5 separate regions of the Mus musculus genome follow, and regions 2, 3, 4 and 5 are each linked to region 1. The links are chromatin contacts, called in public HiCAR-type and promoter capture Hi-C maps. All regions are on one chromosome and are shown on one strand. The core of a region is the stretch at or near the end of the contact, and the rest is flanking DNA. Distances in the headings are between cores, read along the strand shown. Region 1 holds the start of Gpr135 (G protein-coupled receptor 135). Region 2 holds the start of 3110056K07Rik (RIKEN cDNA 3110056K07 gene). Region 3 holds the start of Trmt5 (TRM5 tRNA methyltransferase 5). Region 4 holds the start of Tmx1 (thioredoxin-related transmembrane protein 1). Region 5 holds the start of Psma3 (proteasome subunit alpha 3).

Region 1 (2,700 bases), core at 112-2,611:
CTCCTGACCCACTAGCTGGGTTGGAAGAAGGCATCCTGCTGCAAGCCCCAAGCCTGTTGGCACAGCCATTTCGAAGGCGATTGCGACTTCTGGCTTGAAAACCTAGGCCTTGGCTAGGCAAAAAAGCATCCATGTTTCTAGTCCTGTACCCTTCTTCGCGGTTGCGTCCTAGGAGCATGGAAATGTTGGGGTTGCGGATGGCATATATGACCGGGTTGATAGCCCCATTGGCCCAGGTCAGCCAAACAGCCGCCACATTGAGCAGCGAGGGAGCCTGCGTGGCCTGACCCTGCCGGGTCGCGGCCAGCAGCACCAGGAAGCAGTAGGGACCCCAGCAGCACATGACAAAGATAATCATGATGAGCACGGTGGTGGCTGTGCGCACCTCGCTGAAGAAGCGCAGCACGCGCGCGTAAGTGGTCATCGGCCGCACGCGCACGTCCGACAGGCGCACGGTCTTGCAGATGTGGTAGCGGCAGAAACACATCAGTAGGAAGGGCAGCAAGTAGCAAGCCACCACCAGTCCCACGCTGTAGGCGACGCCCAGCTGCGCAGGGTCTGGGGAGGTTCTGTAAAGGCAGCGGTGGAAGCTCTGCGGAGCGGGGGGCTCCCGGGGTGCCCTGAGCAGGTCCCAGGGCAGGGAGAAGCCCAGCGCAGCCAACCACGCTCCTGCCAGCAGCTGCAGCGCGCGCCGCCGGCCCAGCTTGTCCCGCGGCGGCCGCACGATGGCGCAGTAGCGGTCCAGCGAGATGAGCGCCACGCTGAACGTGGATACGATTCCGAAACACGAACTGAAGAAGCGGCTGGCTGCGCAGAAGCTGCGCCAGGGCCCAGAGTCTCCGGGAGGCGCGAATAGATCGAGGAAGGCGGCGGGTAGGCAGAGCAGCGCAGTGAGCAGGTCCGACAGGGACAGCGACAGGATGAAGGCGTTTGTGACCGTGCGCAGCTGCCGATGCTTCACGATCACCCCCATCACCGCGCAGTTGCCCAGGCTAGACAGCAAGAAGATGAGCAGGAGCACGAGCGCCTGGGCGGCCACCGCTGCCCCGTGCCATAGCAGCGGTGCGGGTCCCCGAGACCCCGCTGCCTCCGGCCTGCCCGCATCGCTTTGGTTTCCCAGCGTTACCGTGGCTACGGAGCTGAACGACAGCGCGGCTGCAGTGGCCGTGGAAGCCGCCCCTCCCGGATGCGCGCTACCCTGCAAGGTTGCACTCGCGGCCGGGCGGCCAGGCGGCCGCGCCTGCTCCTCCATGGGGTTCCACGCAGGCCGCCGCTCTGCTCATCCCGCAGCAGGGTGAAAGGTTGTGCGGACCAGAACGGCAGCTGCGGGGAGTGGGTGGGACTCGGTCACCACTCGGGACTGGTGGAACCTTGACGTGGGTTCTAGGCGTTGCCGAGGGAACCGCCTATTTACGCAGGAACGCGGGGCGGGACGCTAGCGGTGTACCCCAGGAGAGCCGGCCCACCTTATCTCCTTTCCCAGCCTGAGGGTGACCAAGCCACGGGTCTGCTAGTCTGAGAGAAGGCATGGTTCACCTCTGGCACCCCGGCAGGCCGGAGAAAGCCAGACCACCCCGCAAACGAATGGCAGATTCAGCTGAGGCGCTCTTGCTCCTTCCTGTCCAGCACAGATGCCCTGGTGGGGAGGGGATGCTGCTGTGGGCGTCTCTGGCCTCCACAGGTAGGAAAGGAAAAAGAGTCCACACCTGGAGATCTTGAACATGGTAGGGGTGGGGTATTCTAGTACCTCTGCATTTTGAGTGGGCAACAGAATCAGTCATGCTACAAGCGACTAGGTTCTAATCTCAGTTTCAGACAATGTAGCTCTGGGATGAGTACCAAGAATTCATATTGATAGTGAGGATGATGATGATCCAAGGGCCACATTTGGAAAATCACTGCTGGAACAAATTTGTTTCAGTAGACTCCTTGCTCACATTGAACATTCCTGAGGTTGGGCTTCCCGCTTAAGCCTGTTTCTGAACAGGTGTTCTCAAGGACTGGAATGTGGATCTAGGAAGGAAGATGTCATTACTGTTCAAGGGCCGGGGCTTTGGATGGTAACTAGTTAAGTGCATTTAAAGGTTTCTCAGAATCAGCCTTACAGCGTCTGGGCTAGATCATCACGTTTGTGTTCTTTGTTGGTAGGGGCTGTTCCATTCGAGGATGATTGACAGTATTTTTGTATCCACCATTGGATGGCAGCAGCTGCAACAACCCAAATAAACAGCAAATAAAAGACCCTGCCCCATAAGACTTTAAGTCTTAGGAAAACACAAATACATTACAAGATGAGTGTTTTATTTTAATAGGAAATTCAATGGAGATCGTTGCTAGAGGAGTAGATAAAAACTTTTTATGCCAAACCACATTGGACTATTGGGGTCCGGGTGGGGGTGGGGAGCAGAGGAGGAGAAGGAAGAAGAGATACAGTGAATGCAAACGTGGTGGCAAGAGGTTAACCCTGAAGGTGACAGTGTCTGAATTCCAGGCTCCATGCAAGTGGTGTGGGAGGTGGTAAATGGGAGATGTGTAAGGTTTTCACGGGACAGCATTTATGTGCTGTACTGTGGAGACTGAATGTTATGGAGGTGTGGTAGTTCGAATATGCTTGGCCCAGGGAATGGCACTATTTGGAGGTGTGGCCTTGTTGGAGGAACTGAGTCACTATGGGTGTTGGCTTTAAGCTGCCTGGAAGTT
Region 2 (2,700 bases), core at 154-2,653, 1.1 Mb before region 1:
CCCAAGTCACAAGATTTCAAAAGACACAGGACTCACCTCTGTGATACTTTGGGTTGTCATGGAGGTGTCTGTTGTCTTCAGCACAACTCTAGAAAAACAAACAAAAATCCTCAACTGTTTACTCAACCATTTTCTAGTTTTGTGCATCACCAAAACTAAGCAGATTTTAAAAAGATAGACATGACTTAGTAAAACTACCAAAATACACTTCACAATCTTAACAAATTTTGAAAAAACAAAAACAACAAATATTAACTAGTTGATATGGCGTTAGTTCAGACGTACTCAACTGTGCAATTTACTGGGGTTAACATTTCACATTTTAATTTAGGGCATAAGCTGTTGCCCAATTGTTAAGTTTTGTGTCATTTAACAAGACAATGTGCTGACGACAGAATCCATGTCTATCTGGTCCAGAAAACCCTTTCATCTAAGAAACTGTCGTTCCTTCCTGAAGCATTAATACTTTCTTCGAAAAAATAGTATAGTATTCGCCTCATGCAGTGACAAGAGTCGCTTGTCTAAGGTCATAGTGGCAGCAGCGTCTGTCCTGGCAGGCACATTCCTCAGCATTCCGAAAGCCGGGGCTTCCACGTTTCCTCCAAGCTTCACAGTTGGAGGAAATAACTCTTCTTCCCCACGCAAGACGTTTCTAGAAACCACACCTCCTCCGTCTTTTACCAAGGTGGCTGCCACCTTGGGCCCCTGGTGTCTGCAGACCGCAACCCAGCTTCCGAAATGCAATGTCAAAGGGAGACAGAGCTATGCCGGGAGGAAGGGGGGGGGGTGTCAGTAAAATCCCGCCATCCCGAGTGAAGGGGCGCAAAGGGCCGCTTACTCACCTACACGTGCGCCCCCGACCTCGCCCCCTTCCTCCACGCCCCCCCAGCCACGCTCCGCCGCCGGCGGACAGCGGCTCCCATGGCCGCCCTCGCTTCCGGTGCTCCCAGCGCTGCGCCACCCCCGAGGCCACCCGACACCGGGAGCCTCCGACAGACCTCTCGGACGACTCCGTGACTCCTCCACCCTTCGCTAGGCGTTGTCCTGGAGGGAAGGGTAAGCCGGTGCCACACTGAAATAAACCTACCCGAGAGAGTCCGCGTCCTTCCCTCCAGACACAGAAAATGGGATAGAGCTGCGGGCTGCTGCTGCCGGGACAAAATGGCGCCGGGGAACCGGTTAGGCGCAGGCGCCTGGGGAAGAGCCGGCTCCGCCCCCGTGAAAAACCCTGGCTGCAGTTCTGGATTCCGTTTCCATGGGACACGCCACCGCCCAATCCTCGTGCGGAACTGCTCTTCCTGACCCCTTGTTCTCCAATCAGTGTTCAGTCAAGCACATCCGGAGTCGGCTCCTCCAATCAAATTTTTGGGCTCTCTTACTCAATCCTCTATCCTCCAATAACGTGCGTGTTCGGATACAGCCAATCAGAAGTGGAAGCTATCCTACCTGCTGTTTTCCGCACCAATCATGGAAGTTTCCCAGCTACATCCAATGAGAAAGGCAGACAGCGAGCTCCAATCCGAAGCTATTCGGCGTCATGAGCAGCCAATAGGAGTTCGTGTAGAAGCGAGTCTGCTCAACAGCTTGTTATTTGGTGGATTGTGGCAGTAAATCGGGGCGAGTGGGGGAACCCGGCGCAGGAACTGCCGCTGCGGCCGGGAGCGGTGCTGCCCGGACGGGGACCCACGGCGATCAGTGGGGCGGCAGACTGGAGAGCTGACAGCGCTCTGCACCCGCAGTAGGTAGGTAGTCAGCGGGGGCCGCTGAATGGGCAAAGCGGCGGGAGCAGCTGCTGCCGCGATGGGGTCCCGGTGCAGTTGGGAGCTCCGCAGGCTGAGAGGGGGATGCAGGGCGGGCTGTGCCCGGGGCGCCGGGCAGCGATCGGGTCCTGGAGTCGCGGCGGCAACTGCGGGCACGACCGCCTCCGCCGCCTCCCCGGGAAAATGGCTGTGGGGCTGGCCGCGCCGCTAAGTTTGCTTTGGAGGAGCGGGCTGCCGGGAGAACCGGCCCCCAACTCTGCTGTGCTTCTTTGGCGAGGACCCGCTGCTGGACCGCGGAGATCGGGGTGCCCGCGCCTCTCCGGGCTGTACAAAAAGTTGAGGCGGGCGCGGGAGGAGACGGCCGCTGCGGCGGTGCGGCTCGCTCCCCTCCCACACCCTGTCCTGCCGCCTCCCCGCCCCGCGCCTCCCCCGCCGGGTCCCCCCGCGCCGGCCGCCGCCGCAGGCCGCCGCCCCTGCCCCCCGGGTGAAGGAGCGCTTCTCCTTCCTGACATGGTGCAGAGCGGAGGCAGGAGAGCAATGGCGCCGTGACACTCCGTTGCCGCCGCCGCGGGCCGGGCCGGGGCGGGCCAAGGGGGCCGAGCGGCGGAGGCGGGGCGCGCGCTAGAGTCGGGGCCCGGCGGGGCGCGGACCCGGGAGGCCGGGGCGCAGGGGGCTGCGAGTGGCCGACGAGGCGGGGGCGCGGTGGGCCGGCCGGCCGGGCAGGGGCGGGACGCGCTGCCCTTTGGCGCGCGTGGGGCTCACTGCCCGCCAGGCTTTGGCTGCCCGACGGGGGTCTGTCCCGGGGGCCGCGGAGCTCGGCCCCTCCCCGCCTGCATTTGTTTACTTTCTTTCCGGGTCTCACCCCGCCTTGGACTGATCCTCTGCCTCTCTTTTCCCTGCTTTGGCTCTAGCGCCCGGGAAGAGAACTCGAGGAAGCTGG
Region 3 (2,700 bases), core at 32-2,531, 1.2 Mb after region 1:
GCAGGTTAGAATGATCACTGTCCCTGGTAAATAATACATTTGCATTTTCAGTCTATTTGCCCCTATAACAGAAAAATTAGTGGTCTAGCAATCTCCCTATACCCAAAGAACTCTGCTCACAAATTTCGACAGAATACACATAGAATAGGAAGTATGAAATTTGAGTTAAGGGTCATCTCTAAATGAAATGATCACTATATGTGATGCCACCAATGGTAATACTTACTGGGATATTCTTAGGAGATCTTATTTTATTTATTCAACGGGCTGTTGTATCAGAAGCTGTGTTATGAAGTTTGTAAGCTAAGGGGTAAGTTAATCACCCAAAGTTATGTGGCTGCTAAGTGGCTTGGCAAGGCTTAAACGTTCATTAAGGTCTTAAAATGTAGCTCACTGGTAGAAAGCTTGCCTAGCACGCATGAGGTCCTGGGGTCATCCCTAACAGCACATAATATCAGGCATGGTGGTGCCTACCTGTAATCTCAGCATGAGGAAATAGGAGGATTAAAAGTTCAAGGCCAGCCTGGGATGCATTTGAGACCAGACCTCAAAAACAAACAAACAAACAAACAAACAAAAAAAAAAACAAAAGCTTGGTTAAAAATGACCTGAAAGCTGGGGATACAGTTTAGCTAGAAGTGTACCTAGCAAGCACAAGCAAATTCATGGGCTTTCAGCACTACATAGCCTGGGCACAGTGGTGCAGGCACTCAGAAAGCAGATCAGAAATTAAAGTCATCCTCCAGGTTGGTCTGGATACATGAGATTTGTCCCTTCCCATATGACCTTAGTATACTGTTAGGATGTCTATCATAGTGTACTGCCATATGCCATGCCTATAACTAAAAGCTTCAGTATTTTGACAAGGCTTTACTGTGTTGTTTGAAGTAAATGTAGGCGTCCGTTTTCCATCTGTAATATGTGGTTTAAACTATGAAAAGATTTTTGTGGTAATGGGAACCTAATCCCGGCACTTCTCATGCTATCCAATCCTACCACTGGGTGCATCAGCCCTCACCATGCATTTGACCAGCCCCCTACCCAAGGGCTCCGGCCTCGGCTTAGCGGCCGGTGGACAAGGAGATGAATGACCTGGTGGCCTTTTTGCGCTCATTGGGCAAGAAAGAAGAGCACGAGTCCCGCCGCGGTACCGTCAGGTTTTCTACATCACCCGGGACACTACTGCCCCCTCACCAGCTGCACCTTTCCAGGGCCAGCGTCACCCGAGGCCGGCTTCAGACCCGAACCCCTCACCTCATGCTCTGGTGCAGCTCGGAAATAGGGCGTCGGAGGCTGGTGACGTCATCACTGCTGGCCGCGAAGGCAGCGTAGAGTCCGACCCTGTGGACTCGCACCTCTCTTCCGGGCCCGCGATTTGCTACGAGAGCCCGGAAGGGCCAAGCCCGTAGCTCCGCCTCTGAAGCCGCTCAGCCGGGGCGCTTGGGGTTAGGGGAAGCGGCTCCGTGATTTACTTAGCAGTCGGTCGCGGAGCACCATGCAGGCGTCCCGGCACAGCATCCAAGCGGAGCCAGGCTGGTACGTCTCTGCCCAGCAGCCAGAGGAGGCGGTGGCTGCAGACGAGTGGAGTCCGTTGCTAAGCAACGTAAGTGGGCTTTACTGGCTGCGCTGGGTTCCTGTGCGCTTCGGTATCTTTCAGGGCTTGCAAGAGGAGCCTTGGACTGCAGGGGACTGACCCTGGGGTGGGGCCCGAACCACTGACCCCAGGCGAGTTTGGAATGTGGCAGCAGCATGGAGCACTCAGTCAATAGTGAGAGGCTTGGAACACCAGCGGGATGAGCCTCGGTTTTGTGACTCACCATTGCTTTGTGTCATTGTCGCCTCTGTCTCCTCTAGCCTTGTGAGGTCTTGCAAGAACATCACACGATGTTTCTTTTCTGGATTTAATCATGGGGCCAAGGGAAAGATGAGCTATAGGCACTTTAATACTCAAGTCCCTGTAAGTGAAGATGAGGAGAGGTCTCTGGTAATGTGCACATTGCTCGTCCTTAACCTAAAGCCGGTGTAGTGGGCTGTGTGTGCCCGGGGGCCCCGGAGCCTCTTCGGTCTTGAATGTCCAGCCTAGGAGGGCCTTGGGCATGCTAGAAAAACTCCCTAACTCAGAGCTGCTTTCCAGTCCTGCCACTCCACTTTTTATGAATCCCTGGACTGTAACAGCTGATGGTTTGGTTTATGTTGTCCCTGTAAGATATTCCTGCTAATCGACTTAATTCATTAGGCATATAAACAAAAGGTTAGTTTATTGCGGTCCTCGTACTTGAGGAAGAAGAGTTAGGGACAGAAGTTCCATGCTGACACTGGGATTCTTCAGGAAGCACGTGACTGAGGCCCGTTCCTCCTCTGTCTCCACCCTATCTTGATCTCTTGAAGTCACAAGGCTGTGGCTCCCACTGAAGCCAGCTGGGCCCTGCATGGGAGGAAGTAATTTTCCTGGAAGACTCGTTTCCTTGAGTTGCACCAATAGGTCAGAACGGAGGGAAAGGAACAAGTGTTATGTCCAAATGTGCTTTTCCTTGGGGTAATAACTCCTATGACGGAAAGCAACTTGGGAAGGGAAGGGCTTATTTCATCTTACAGCTACAGTCCGTCTTGAAGGAAAGTCAGGGCAGGAATCTGGAGGCAGAAACTGAAACGGGAGACCCGGAGGAAATATTGACTTGCCCCTACTGGCTTGCTCAGTTT
Region 4 (2,700 bases), core at 125-2,624, 1.6 Mb before region 1:
CATGACATGCACAGTGAAAGCGCTGGGTACAGCAGACTGAGAAATCTCCAGACACCCCCTCAACCTTTTTGTTCAAGTGATAAAGACTATACACCACTAGAAGTCCAGAAAAGTAGATCCTGCTGGTCTACACTGCACCTAGAATAATGACTGAGGCTGCTTGTGCCCAGGAGAGTCAGTTCTGAACTCTCCCCAAAGAAATGACTTTATTAAATAAGAGTATGGAGAAACGGTCAGGCCTAAAGTCACTCCAAAAAAATAAAAAAAGTTTTCCTTAAGTAAGAACAAGATGCCAGTGCATAAGCCACTTAGTTCACCAGAGAGACCTAAGAAAAGAGACAGTGAAGAATCATCCTGGGCTTAAAATAAATTTCAACCACTGACCTCAAAACCATCTGCCAAAATGTATTAGGCTGTGGAACAATGTATGCTCTGAGAATTAAAACAAAACAAAAACAAGTTATCGGTGAGCACTTCATGTAATATTACAGCTGGAAATAAGTGAGGCAAACACATCCCAAAAAGTGATATGGAATGAGCCCTGCTAAAACCACTATCGCCCAGATGACCCACCCAGGGCTGTAATCTCTGAGAAACAGACTTCACTAGAATTGCCTTGCCAACTCACTAAACAATCAAACAACAAGAGGAACAGAAGATGGAGAGCCACAAGGGGAATCAACATCTAGAATTACAGACCCTAAAACCCTAGTTTCCAAGAAGAGATTTTTGAGTTGTGCAAAGACAGGAAAATATAACCCATATACAGGAAAGCAAAGAACAGGCAATAAAAACTACCTCGGAGAGCCAGGGGGTGACAAAGCCTCATTACGAATGTGTTAGAGGAAATTCGGGGACTCATGCTTAAAGAGTTAAAATAAGTCAGTCAACAGGGACAACACAAGATTCAATTAGTAAAGTAGCCAGGACAAAAAGTAGATGCCTGTTTGCCTAGGGCCAGGGTAAAGGGGCTGGTGACCTCCTCCTACATTCGTCTAACTGGTGATATTTTGAAAGGGGAAAGTTCCTGAGAAAACTGTCATAGTGACCTTACTAGGCACTGGTGGGCACGACAGGGTCACTCATCTCTAGAGCATCACCCTGATCCCTCCGCCTACCGCCCCTTCTAGGGCTTTTCGAGGGACCACAGCCGGCAAGCGCCTCTTCAGTCGTGAGCTCCGAGATAGACGCATTTCCCGCTTTCCCTCTCCATCTCCCGCAGGAGGAACAGGGCCCGGACATGCGCACTGAGTTGCTGGCGGGGAGTGGGTGGGGCTCGCGCGCCTGGCTGGCTCCTTGTGCGCATGAGCGGAGCGGCCGCCAGAGCGGAAGTGGAGCTGCGGCGGGGAGGTGGAGCGGGAACGCGCTGAGGCTGGGTGAGCGGCTGACATGGCGCACTTGGGGCGTCTTATGGTTCCCCTGGCAGCTCTGGTCCTGCTGCTCTGGGCGGTCCCTGGGGCCCACGGACGGCGGAATAACGTGCGCGTCCTCACCGATGAGAACTGGACGTCGTTGCTGGAAGGAGAGTGGATGATAGAATTGTGAGTGCGGGGCGCTTGTCTGGGTGGCGGTGGCCTCCGCCGCCCCGTCCCTCAAGCTGGACACCTGACCAGCCCATCTTCCTCGGCCAGGTCTTGAGGTCCCAGCCTTTGCCGCCCCCAGCTCCAGGGTCATTTCCTAACCGGGAATATTACTTTTCTATCTAAGCGTGCACTGAGCCTCGTCGTTGCTAAGCACTGTGGTGCGATTAAAGGATTACGAGCTACATCGAATTCTCTGGAACAGACTAGCGGATTTGAGGGTGGGATTGGGTTGCGATGGAGGTCTTGGCTGTTTCTATAGACTTTTAGTGATCTTTTGTAGACATCCAGACTTTAAGTCTCCAAATTTTTACAAAAGTTGATATTGAACAAAATCTTGCTTTTAACCTGTCATTCGGAAATTGCTATGTTTATTCGGAAATTGGTATTTGTAATGCCTGAATTTTGAGCTCTTTATTTATTTTTATTTTGTGAGTTAGTTTTTTTAAATTGTAAATGCCAAATAAATGGGAATATATTAAAATCTTTATTTTCTTTTTTTTTCTTCTTGCCTACATTCATTTCTTTTGATATGAACCTCATTTTTCCTTGACCGGTGCGTTTGCAATTTAGAGAATGGCTTGAATTGTGATTTACAGGCCTGCGAATGGTATTGCACATGCATTAGTATGATTATTGATAGGCCCTTTAAATACTCCAGTTCATCATTTACTATTCAAACAAAATCACTTATCTTGTGTGATAATTCTACTTCAACAGTGTCCGCCGTCCTGCTGCTGTAGGAAATAAACTACCTTTGGCCTTTGTCTTAGATGATAAATTAGTGGAATGGTTAATTGACAGTGTTCCTGATACGGCATTATTGATGTGGCGAAAGCACCACCATTGAATGGTCATTGTTTACTGACACTACCCAGTATCTTTACATATGTTTTGGGGTGGGTAATTATTCTACATAATTCCTTATAGTAGATAACCACTCCCATCCCCTGCTTTACCGATTGGCCTGTTCAGATGCTGTCATAGTAGCTTTGTTGGGCTTCAAGAGTAAATATATGCAAGCGTTGTTAGCAACCCTTAAGCAAGATTCTGGTGTTTGCCTATGTTGTGATTGTGTTTAGGGCTGTACACTAAGGAAGAGGTGGAAGTGAACATCCTC
Region 5 (2,700 bases), core at 116-2,615, 1.1 Mb before region 1:
CTTCAACAAAACAACGAACCAAAATAAAGTTGATTGATAGTGGGTTTTTAAAAATGTGTTTTTATTGATGTTTGTTTTGTTTTCTTTTTAGACAGGGCTCTTATATTGCAAGCTGGCCTCCCGTCCCTGCCTTCTGCATCACCCTGCTGGAAAATATTTTCTAGCTATATAAAATAAAAGTCTCCAGATATTTATTTATTTTGTTTTTTTGAGACAGGGTTTTTCTGTATAGCCCTGGCTGTCCTGGAACTCACTTTGTAGACCAGATTGACCTCGAACTCAGAAATCCGCCTGCCTCTGCCTCCCGAGTACTGGGATTAAAGGCGTGTGCCACCACGCTCGGCTCAGATATATTTTTTTAAATAAAAATATTTCTAACGTTGTATTTACAATTGGGATTTAAAATCCACCCACCACTAGGTCAGGTTCCATGCCCACTCCTTTGATTTATCTGTTGCCCTCCCTCCACTTAATACTTAAGATCATAACCTGATAGTTGTTAGAATGAGCCGAGCAACTGGAGTCCCCCAAGCCACCTTAGCCTTTCCTAACGCTAAGTCTCATAATCTTCCTAGTAGGAATGAAGATATTCTAAAGAAGCTCTTGTGCTCCTCTTTTTGATAAGACTCCAAGAAACTGGAACTTCTCCAGGAATTACATGCTGGGTGAAAGAAGGCTGAAGCCTGCCTGGTTCCAGCCAGAGGGACAGCTTTCTCTCACACATAGATTTCACACCACCTTGCAGGAGAGGCTAAAGTTGAAACCATGATGGAAAAGGTATCACACCTTGACCGAGGCTGCTTAGTTATGCACAGCAGTTGAACCAAACGTCATGTTCGGACTCTGATGATGAACTTGGTCGGAGGATGGGGGGGTCAATTGCCTCCTTTTGTTCCTTTTCCTTTTTTTTTTTTTTTTTTTTTTTTTTTTTTGGTGTTTTTGAGACAGGGTTTCTCTGTGTAGTCCTGGCTGTCCTGGAACTCACTTTGTAGACCAGGCTGGCCTCGAACTCAGAAATCCGCCTGCCTCTGCCTCCCGAGTGCTGGGATTAAAGGCATGCGCCACCACGCCCGGCTTTGTTCCTTTTCCTAAGGTGGGTTTTTCCTTCCCCGACTTTTAAGAATTCCTGTCTGTGTGGGCTACAGAGGACAGGTGCCCAAGCCTGTCCTCCTTAGGATTATTAGCTACTTAGGACTATTAGGAACTAGGCTCTGACCTTAGCTCTTCCAATACCAGTTTCAGTTGACACAGTAGCAACTTCTCCAGGGAACCGCCTCTATGGTTTCTGCGCACGCGCGCTCTCTGCTTTTTTTTTTTTTTTTTTTTCCCCCTACAGTTTTCGTCCCAGCCCACGGAACAAGCCGCAAGAGGAAAGGCTATTGGTGGAGAGCGCAGCCAATGGGCGAGCCTGTTACTAGCCTGCGCCGTGTGCGGCGTAGGAGCGGCGCTTGAGGCCTGGAAGCGTTCCGCGGCCTGCCGGGTCAGCACCATGAGCTCCATCGGCACTGGGGTGAGTCTCTCCGCGCCGTCTCTTCCAGTTCGGGGTTGAAGGCAGTGAGGAAGCCCGGCTGCGGCTCGGAGGGCCGCTGGATCCCCGGCGCTGCCCGAGTCCTGGGGACCCGCGGCCTCTGTCTCGGTGACCCCGGCTCCCGCGGCGGTTCGGGCCGGTCCTGTCCGCCCCCGTGCAGCGACAGCCCCGGGTGCTGAGTCACTTTAGTCTCATGCTTAAGGAAACTGAAAGTGGAGACTCGCGGGCCTGCCGCAGTGCGAGCTCCCCGGCTCGACCCTCGAACGGCCCCTTGCAAGCCCCTGCTGGTCGCAATGCCTCGGCCGGATCGCCGAGTGCGTCGTGCGGCCGCCGCCGGCCCATGCAGGTGCTGCGGAGCTGTGTGCTGCGGTGCTGCTGACTCACAGGCCTGCCCGGGCTTCCCGGACGGAACCTAGTTAGTGGACGTTCCCTGGAAACGGGACACCACCTAGAAGAAAGGCTGGATCTCATGAGTCCTTGCCTTTCCTTTGCGTTCTGCTTTTCGCGAACAAGCTATTTTAAGCGAGTCTGTAAGCATTTAAAGGGTTATCTATGGGCCTAAGCGCCTCCGATTTGTAAGGAGTATTGAGGATTTGCGAGCTGGACTTTAATTTGTTGGGGCTAAATACACCCAGTGTGTGCAGCGATTTACCCCACCTTTCCTTTGTCTCCATATAGAACTACTTAACAGTCTCGATTATTTGCAGTAGAGGTAATGAATGAATAATGCGTTTCTTGGTTATCCTTGTTTCCCCCATTATTTTGATGCTCACCAAGTGTGGTGCACCCCTTTAATCCTAGCACTTGGGAGGTAGAGGTAGGAGGATCTCTGAGTTCGAGGCCAGCCTGGTCTACTTAATGAGTTCCAGGACAGCCAGGACTATGTAAAGAGACCCTGTCTTTAAAACAAAACACGCGCGCGCGCACACACACACACACACACACACACACAAACAAAATAAGATTTGCTGCTCAGAATTAAACTCGCATACTGTGTTCTTATGCTTAGAATTAAGTGGTTACAAGATATTAATACTATGTAATACTTTTGGGATAAGTGCTCAATAATATGTCTCAGCAAATTGGCTTTGCAGTTGTAGTAATGTTATCCTCTGTCAGTGGTCAATCCATGTGGAATATTTTAATATGAAAGTAACCCTGAGTTTTAGGAA

Evidence for each region. HiCAR-type assays count read pairs that join an accessible place to other places. Capture Hi-C pulls out chosen DNA fragments and counts their contacts.
Region 2: a contact with region 1 is called in a HiCAR-type map of astrocytes, with 3 times the contacts expected there. The contact joins the promoter of 3110056K07Rik here to the promoter of Gpr135 in region 1. A contact is called at or near these places in 7 of 39 promoter capture datasets (the 3T3-L1 cell line, embryonic stem cells, frontonasal cranial neural crest and 2 more), 3 of 484 Hi-C or Micro-C datasets (CD8 T cells, embryonic stem cells and muscle stem cells) and 3 of 115 datasets of contacts at active chromatin or transcription factors (astrocytes, embryonic stem cells and neural progenitor cells).
Region 3: a promoter capture Hi-C map of adipose tissue shows a contact between it and region 1. The contact joins the promoter of Trmt5 here to the promoter of Gpr135 in region 1. A contact is called at or near these places in 2 of 39 promoter capture datasets (neutrophils and pre-B cells) and 1 of 9 other capture datasets (adipose tissue).
Region 4: a promoter capture Hi-C map of adipose tissue shows a contact between it and region 1, with 4 times the contacts expected there. The contact joins the promoter of Tmx1 here to the promoter of Gpr135 in region 1. A contact is called at or near these places in 3 of 39 promoter capture datasets (liver and pre-B cells) and 1 of 9 other capture datasets (adipose tissue).
Region 5: a contact with region 1 is called in a HiCAR-type map of astrocytes, with 2.9 times the contacts expected there. The contact joins the promoter of Psma3 here to the promoter of Gpr135 in region 1. A contact is called at or near these places in 4 of 115 datasets of contacts at active chromatin or transcription factors (astrocytes, microglia, pro-B cells and 1 more).

What each region holds. Positions count from the first base shown.
Region 1 is chr12:72,069,740-72,072,439 of GRCm38.p6, forward strand. Gpr135 (G protein-coupled receptor 135) reads right to left here and starts at 1,362. Exons shown (of 1, transcript NM_181752.2): 1 at 1-1,362. The coding sequence starts at 1,252. It overlaps Gm3225 (predicted gene 3225), which reads left to right and starts at 1,435. Exons shown (of 2, transcript NR_168042.1): 1 at 1,435-1,681; 2 at 2,149-2,276. It also overlaps a transcript of L3hypdh not described here.
Region 2 is chr12:71,014,420-71,017,119 of GRCm38.p6, forward strand. 3110056K07Rik (RIKEN cDNA 3110056K07 gene) reads right to left here and starts at 1,404. Exons shown (of 4, transcript NR_045055.1): 1 at 1,088-1,404; 2 at 37-88. Arid4a (AT rich interactive domain 4A (RBP1-like)) reads left to right here and starts at 1,548. Exons shown (of 24, transcript NM_001081195.1): 1 at 1,548-1,742; 2 at 2,672-2,700.
Region 3 is chr12:73,285,430-73,288,129 of GRCm38.p6, forward strand. It overlaps Trmt5 (TRM5 tRNA methyltransferase 5), which reads right to left and starts at 1,282. Exons shown (of 5, transcript NM_029580.3): 1 at 1,255-1,282. The coding sequence starts at 1,259. Slc38a6 (solute carrier family 38, member 6) reads left to right here and starts at 1,419. Exons shown (of 16, transcript NM_001037717.3): 1 at 1,419-1,603. The coding sequence starts at 1,496.
Region 4 is chr12:70,451,780-70,454,479 of GRCm38.p6, forward strand. It overlaps Tmx1 (thioredoxin-related transmembrane protein 1), which reads left to right and starts at 1,375. Exons shown (of 8, transcript NM_028339.1): 1 at 1,375-1,541. The coding sequence starts at 1,390.
Region 5 is chr12:70,973,258-70,975,957 of GRCm38.p6, forward strand. It overlaps Psma3 (proteasome subunit alpha 3), which reads left to right and starts at 1,366. Exons shown (of 11, transcript NM_011184.5): 1 at 1,366-1,510. The coding sequence starts at 1,490.